Linked DNA regions of Hordeum vulgare: region 2 is linked to region 1. A link is a contact called in public Hi-C data. All regions are on one chromosome and are shown on one strand. Each heading gives the region's core, a stretch centred on a gene start, on an enhancer-like site or on the middle of the called end of the contact. The rest is flanking DNA. Distances are from core to core; before and after follow the strand shown. Region 1 holds the start of LOC123440321 (jacalin-related lectin 3-like). Region 2 has its middle 91 kb from the start of LOC123444550.

Region 1 (3,249 bases), core at 668-3,167:
GGCCCTTCCCCCACGCAGGTGTTGTAGTAGCCGTATACGCAGGTCAGCACCTCGTGCGGGTAGTCCAGCTTGATCTGCGCATGCATTCGGTCAAATGACGATCAGCAAAGCGTACTCTGCAAAAGAGATGGCTGTTGATTGTCTGCTGTGCTCACCCTGTGCGTGATCTGGCCGCCGTTGCCGTGCCTGGTAGACCACACGGACTGCCCGCTCCTGTCGTACTCGATCTGTATGGAGGCGATGAAATCGTCTCTGGTTACGTAGATCTGCTTGATGCCCGTGTAGACGCCATCGTCCCACGGCTTGCCTCCCTCCCCTCCCCACGGCCCGGGCCCTATCGGTATCGGTTCTTTCACCACGCCGTACGTAACCTGCAAGATGAACCCTCCACAATCTCAGACACATTCTTGTCTCAGTGCTATACCAAACATTGTTCACTCGAAAGATCGGTGTTACTTTACCTCGTCCCCGATCTCCCTCATGGGCAACGCAAGCATGTCGCCCAACGGGGTCGTGCCGGCGGATTTCTCCGACAGCACCTTGCCTTCCAGGACATGGACCCCGATGCTGTCGACGTACCACGCTCCCCTGCCGTGGAACCCCACGATCCTCCCTTCCGTCAGGCAGCTGGAGAAGAAGGTGCCGGTCTCGTCCCCGAACGGCCCATGGCTCTTCTTCGTCGTGTGGAAGGTGATGGACTTGATCGCCGTCGGGCCCATGATCATCGTCGGCCCGAAGTACCCGGTGACGTGGGTCAGGATCTCCGTCGGGAAGTCGAATATGATCTGCCCAAACAAAACTCCCCTTCAACAAAAGTCTGAAACTCATCGATGCTCTGAAACTGAAGCTCTGAACTCTGAAGAAGAAATTGCGTTACCTTTTCGGGTCTAGCCGCCCCGCTGGAGCCGCGCTTGTCGCCCCAGATCGCCTGCCCGTTGCGGTCGTAGAGGACCTTCATGGAGGATATTCCCAGCCCCCGCGTGATGTTGATCTGCCGGACGCCGGTGAATATGCCGTCGTCGAATATGGTGCCGCCGGTGCCGCCCCATGGACCGAACCTCACGGGAGTGCTTATGGTCATAGTCCCGTTGTCTGAGATGAAGCTAGGAAATGACACCATCTGTGGAGCAAGATGTTACAAGTAATGGATGTTAACTTGATTGCAGCTATCACTTATACAGACTGTAACTGATTACAAGCTTTCAGTCTGCCTGGATTACCTTGTTGGAGAGGGTTGCAATGCGTGATCCATTAGGATTCTGCTCCTTTGCAAGAACCATTTCATTGCCGTCCGCGTACCTATGGCCGTTTCTGTCGACGGACCTCGTTATGCTTCGGAGCGCTGACGGAGCGCTGGAAGCATTTGGGTCCTTCCCGCTTAAGCTTGCAAGGCTCTATGGAACATGAAAAGTAAGAAAAAAAGTGTCGCAAACACACAAAACAGTTATTCTATTCTACCTAGAAATTTGTGACATTCAGAATGTTTTTATGCAGATACTAGTTCATACTTATGAAGTGATTTTGATCTCAGTGATTTAACAAGTTAACATGACAATTTTGGATCTCGCAAAAAAAAAACATGACAATTTTGGACATGAACAATTCTGAAACAACATCCCTGAAGAACACAAGCATGCTACTGACTACTTCCTCCGTCCCAAGATAAATGACGCAATTTTATACTAACTTTATAAACTTAGTAACCTCCAGCAGTTCTAGGAGAAAAATACTCCCTTCTTCCCAAAATAAGTGTCTTAAGCTTAGTACAATTTTGTACTAGAGTTAGTACAAAGTTGAGACAGTTATTTTGGGACAGAGGGAGTACAGGCTAGCTAGCTAGTGATCACGATCAGACAGTAAGAGATGCGGTACCATGTTCCGTAGTCCAAACAAAGCCCAGAAGCGCCTTGGAGGTCGAGAGTTTTACAGACGGCGACGCCGGAACAGGGGAGCGACTGCTGCAGTGCTGCTAGCGATCAGCTCGGTAATCTGACAGGAAGCAGGCGCGTGTCTACCTATTTATATAACACAGAAGAGAAGACCAATATAGGGGCTGTCAAACGGAGCACACCAGGATGCTCAGCGACAACGCCGTTCACGAGCGAGGGCACCCGGACGGGAGCTGGAGGGAAAGCAACACGGCGCTCTGCTGACGGCTCAAGATCGAGCTAGAAGAGGGCGGGCAGGACAGAACTGGATTCGCTGACCATTGCGATCGCCGATTACCATATTATTCCGATCACGGGGAGACGAAAGGGGAACGATTTCTTGGCTTGCCACCAGCTGTGATTCCTCGCGTTCACGGTGGGAAACTAAAGAGGCCGCCATTCCTGATGCGCCCCTCTTTATTTCCATTCTTCAGAGAATGTTTCGCTTTTGTTTCCCCGCTTTCTTTCACCTGTTGTTGTGTGCCTCACGATGAGAGAAAAAAAAACTTATCTTTACCTGTGGTCCTTCTACAACGTCACTGGCTCAGACAGCTTGATTACTACAGTACAAGCTACTTCCTCCGTCTCGTAATATAAAACATTTTTTTAAATCTATACCTACTAATAAACGAAATAGGTATTCATAGTCCGTCTTGCTATTTTATAGAAAAACCCCTGATGTTTTCAACATTAAACCCGCGATACATATTAAATGTTTTTTAAAATACTCATATTTTCTAAACCGTAAATATGTAGAATTTGAATATGATGTTATTTTACATGTTAAACATTTAATAAAAATATTATCTAGGGTGCAATTTTAATAAATAATTCATTATTCGTATTTCTTTCATACCGGTAGTAACCCGGATTGAGGATGAACACGTTAACAAAATCAGGATTGAAGATGAAATTGATGGTCAGTTGCCCGTTTCTTTATATGTATTAAATCTACATGCAAACCGTGTCAAAATAGAAGACTTGTGAAATCTTGAACTGAACTTTTGTAGGGTAAGATCATATCTGTTTGTGCCGTAACTACGAAGTCTAAGATTATAGACCATTTTTTTATAAATTAAGAGTGCATGGTTTTTTTCTTCTTCCGTTATAACGCACGGGCCCTTTTGCTAGTGAAATAAAAGGAATAATGGATAACGCTCTGTGCTGGCGTCGGTCCAATATTTCGGTCGGTCAACCTGAATCCGTCCGATTTGCACGCGCGTAGCTGTCAGATCTCCGTCCTCCTCTTCCGCATCTCATCTTCAACCTCCCACATAAAAGAAAGAGAGAAAAAGGAGGACGCCGCCCCCGCACACGCTGC
Region 2 (3,062 bases), core at 312-2,811, 210 kb before region 1:
TCCGACAGCATACACGCAGCGGAAAATGACGCATCCTCTTGCGTATCTATAGCTAATCAAAGCGGGCGGACAAGGTAGCATCGATCGGCGGAGACCGTGACGTGCAAGTTGGAGCAAGAGACCAAGGCCGACGTGAACGTGACATGGTGAAATCAGGGAGCCCGATCTCGCGACACCCTTTGCCTTGGTACGCATGCAGCTAGCGTGACGCGGGTGCCATCGCCATCGCCATCGCCATTGCACCCGGCCCGCGCGTACGTGGGGGCGAGGCGCCAAAACCCAAAAGTGCTCGTCTCACCCCTTGGATCTGGCCGTTGGGACGTGCTGGGACGGGTGACGTCCTTTGCCGGAGCGTTTCGGCAAGAGATTGATCGACCGGCGCACCCACGACGGACGTCACATGTGCACACTTGCTCTGCAGGCCGAGGCACAATCCCGATGACATACGTACCACTACATGGGAAATATTCATCCACATGCGTGCGTAAGGTGACGTGTCACATGTTTGTTTTTCCATGCATGCTGAGGCGAGTGTTACGTACGACCAGCGCGCATGCATGCATGCATGCATGGCACCTTGTCAGTCGATGCACACCGACACCGCACGGGCACGGGCGATGAAGCTCGTGCGTGCGTGACGGGCAGGCAAAGAGAAAAAAACGTCTAGGCGGGACTTGCTTCTGGCACAAGGTTGCTGGCTAGCACGACGATTTTATTTTAGTTAGAGTGAAGATGACCATGTAACCGATGGAATCCAACGCCCATGGCTTCCCATTAATTGGCTGCGCCGTGGAAAACGTATGTAGCGCGCGCGGGCGGGCGAGGGACCGTTTCTTGTTCCACATGCATTGCACGGGCACCGAACCTCGCCGTCCGGCCGGATCTCGCACGATCTGTCTGCGCTCCTCCCGGACGTCGTCGTCGCCGTTGTAGTGATCAAACACGTAATGGACGTACGTACGTACCGCCATAATTGTTTGAAAACTCAAGATGGCATTTTTTTTCCACCAAGGCGGCGGTGCCAATTCTCACCATAAAAATGTGACAAATGTGTTACAAATCCTTGTTCTGTATACTACTCCCACTCTTTGCTGTATGGTACTGCATGCATGGTAAGGACATATGTAAGTAACTGTCACGCCTGTTGGACACCAAATTTTGCTTGCCTTGTGCTGTTTTGAGAATTCATTCATGCAGTAACTGGACACTTGTGTGAAGCCATTCCACGAATCCAACACGACGTACGAGAGCTAGCGCGAGGTAGCGGCGACGACGCAAGCTCATCAACTAGGGGCCAAACGTACACGTACGTAGCTACGCCGCTGGGCACGGCGGCGTCGGCACATCACCGTGCAAGCGAGAAATTCTCCGATCGAATCGCGCAGGGGATCCCGATCCCGACGGATGGCGTATCCGGAGGATCCGGTCGCCCTCGCCACGCAAACGCCCCAATCCCAATCAGGGTTGGACCACGCCGGCGTGATCGGACCGGACCGGACCGGCGGGTGGGTCAGCTTGTCAACCGCATGCAATGCATATGTGTTCGCTTGCGCCTGCTGCTGGTCCGATGGGCGATCCTGTGGTCCAAAGCCCGCAGCGCAATAACTAGTTCCTGGTAGGAGTAGTAGCCTTGCACTTGCCGAATGTGATCGATTCGGTTGCAGGAACACGGCAATTAATGCCTTGCTTGTGGTGTCTCCGCCATGTTTTACTTGTGGCGGTATCTGATACTCCCCCAACTCACCGACGCGGATGTTGAAAGAAAAATAAAAATCCCTGACGGTAGAGAAAGCTTCGAACAAAAACTGGCCAACAACAACCGTGTATTTTTTAAGAGGATGGAACTGTTATTTTTTAGTGAGAAGAGTGAACATGGGATGCTAAAGCATTTACAATCGGACTCCTCAAACTGATCCGGATGTACGGCTTGTCTAGTTGTCAGTTATAAAATTGTGACCCAGCCAGGATCCTCATATTCATCCTATACGTCCGTATTGACCTGCACCACTTATATAGAGTTCATATCTAGAACGAATATGAGAAGGTCGGGTCAAGCCTGGGCGCGTGTGACATGTCAGGTTGACAAACATGACCCACACGAACACACATCTGAACGCAACATTTCGATGAGGATGCATTCATGTCGATGCTCCTGCGCGCCGTCCGAAACTTCAAATCCGTCTATTAAGCCAAATAGTGACACCCTAACCCTAGCCAGCCTCATTTCCACCTCCCACCTCCCCTCTGCACGGTCACCATCCAATCCGCTCGAGCTCGCCACGTCGATAGTCATGTCCCGACAGTCGATCACCCAATACACAATGCTCACTCTGGAGCGACGGGTGGGGCTGCTAGGGGAGACCCGGACGAGGCCTCCTCATATTCGTCTTCTTGTCAAACTCAAATTAATCGAAAAAGGAGTTCGTATGCATCATCTTTACGTTTTTGGTGTTGGAGATTTTGCCGGTTCACATTTAAGGAAGGGAACCTTCCTTATCCTATTGGCATATCTTCTCCATTGCTAGTTCTTAATATATCCAACAAGTTTGAGTTTGGTCCTTTCGGAGTTTGTTTGCAGAACTTATGGCCGTTTTGGTGTTACTTGTTTCCACTATTGTTTCTAGGATTCCTCATGGTAATTGGTGGTGGTACTCCTGGATACTACAGTAGTACGCTTGTGCGATACTCATGCTGGTGTGTCGCGGTTAGTACCGGGAGGTTCTCTCTTGCCTTTCGGGAATTCGCGGTAATACAGCTTGTGCGGCATTCATGATCCACAAGTATACGATATCAATCATAGTCTTTTTGATAAGTAAGAGTGTTGAACCCAACAAGGAGGAGAAGGAAATGATAAGTTGTTTTCAACAAGGTATTCTTTGTAAGTACTGAAAGTAAAAGTAAAACATAGTTTTGTAGCAAGACAATTTGTAACAAGGAAGAAGTAGCAATAGTAACAAAGGTGCAGCAAAGTGGCATAATCCCATTTATAGCAAAGGACAAGCTCGAAAGTTCCTTTATAGCAAGCAAAGCATTCTCGAGGACACATGAGAATTCTCACCTAG

What was found. Hi-C and Micro-C count contacts between places; a contact is called where the count stands out from the background.
Region 2: a contact with region 1 is called in a Hi-C map of leaf, with 3 times the contacts expected there. The contact joins the enhancer-like site here to the promoter of LOC123440321 in region 1. A contact is called at or near these places in 2 of 6 Hi-C or Micro-C datasets (leaf and seedling).

What each region holds. Positions count from the first base shown.
Region 1 is chr3H:507,680,486-507,683,734 of MorexV3_pseudomolecules_assembly, reverse strand. LOC123440321 (jacalin-related lectin 3-like) reads right to left here and starts at 1,917. Exons shown (of 6, transcript XM_045116896.1): 1 at 1,873-1,917; 2 at 1,221-1,394; 3 at 878-1,120; 4 at 462-785; 5 at 156-371; 6 at 1-74. The coding sequence starts at 1,917.
Region 2 is chr3H:507,889,915-507,892,976 of MorexV3_pseudomolecules_assembly, reverse strand. No RefSeq gene overlaps it. Among protein-coding and RNA genes, the nearest start is that of LOC123444550, 91 kb to the right of the region's middle. Within about 2 kb of position 1,561, at least 2 of the 3 cell types and tissues checked have open chromatin away from gene starts, as enhancers often do. A contact at or near this core is called in leaf, where this site is marked.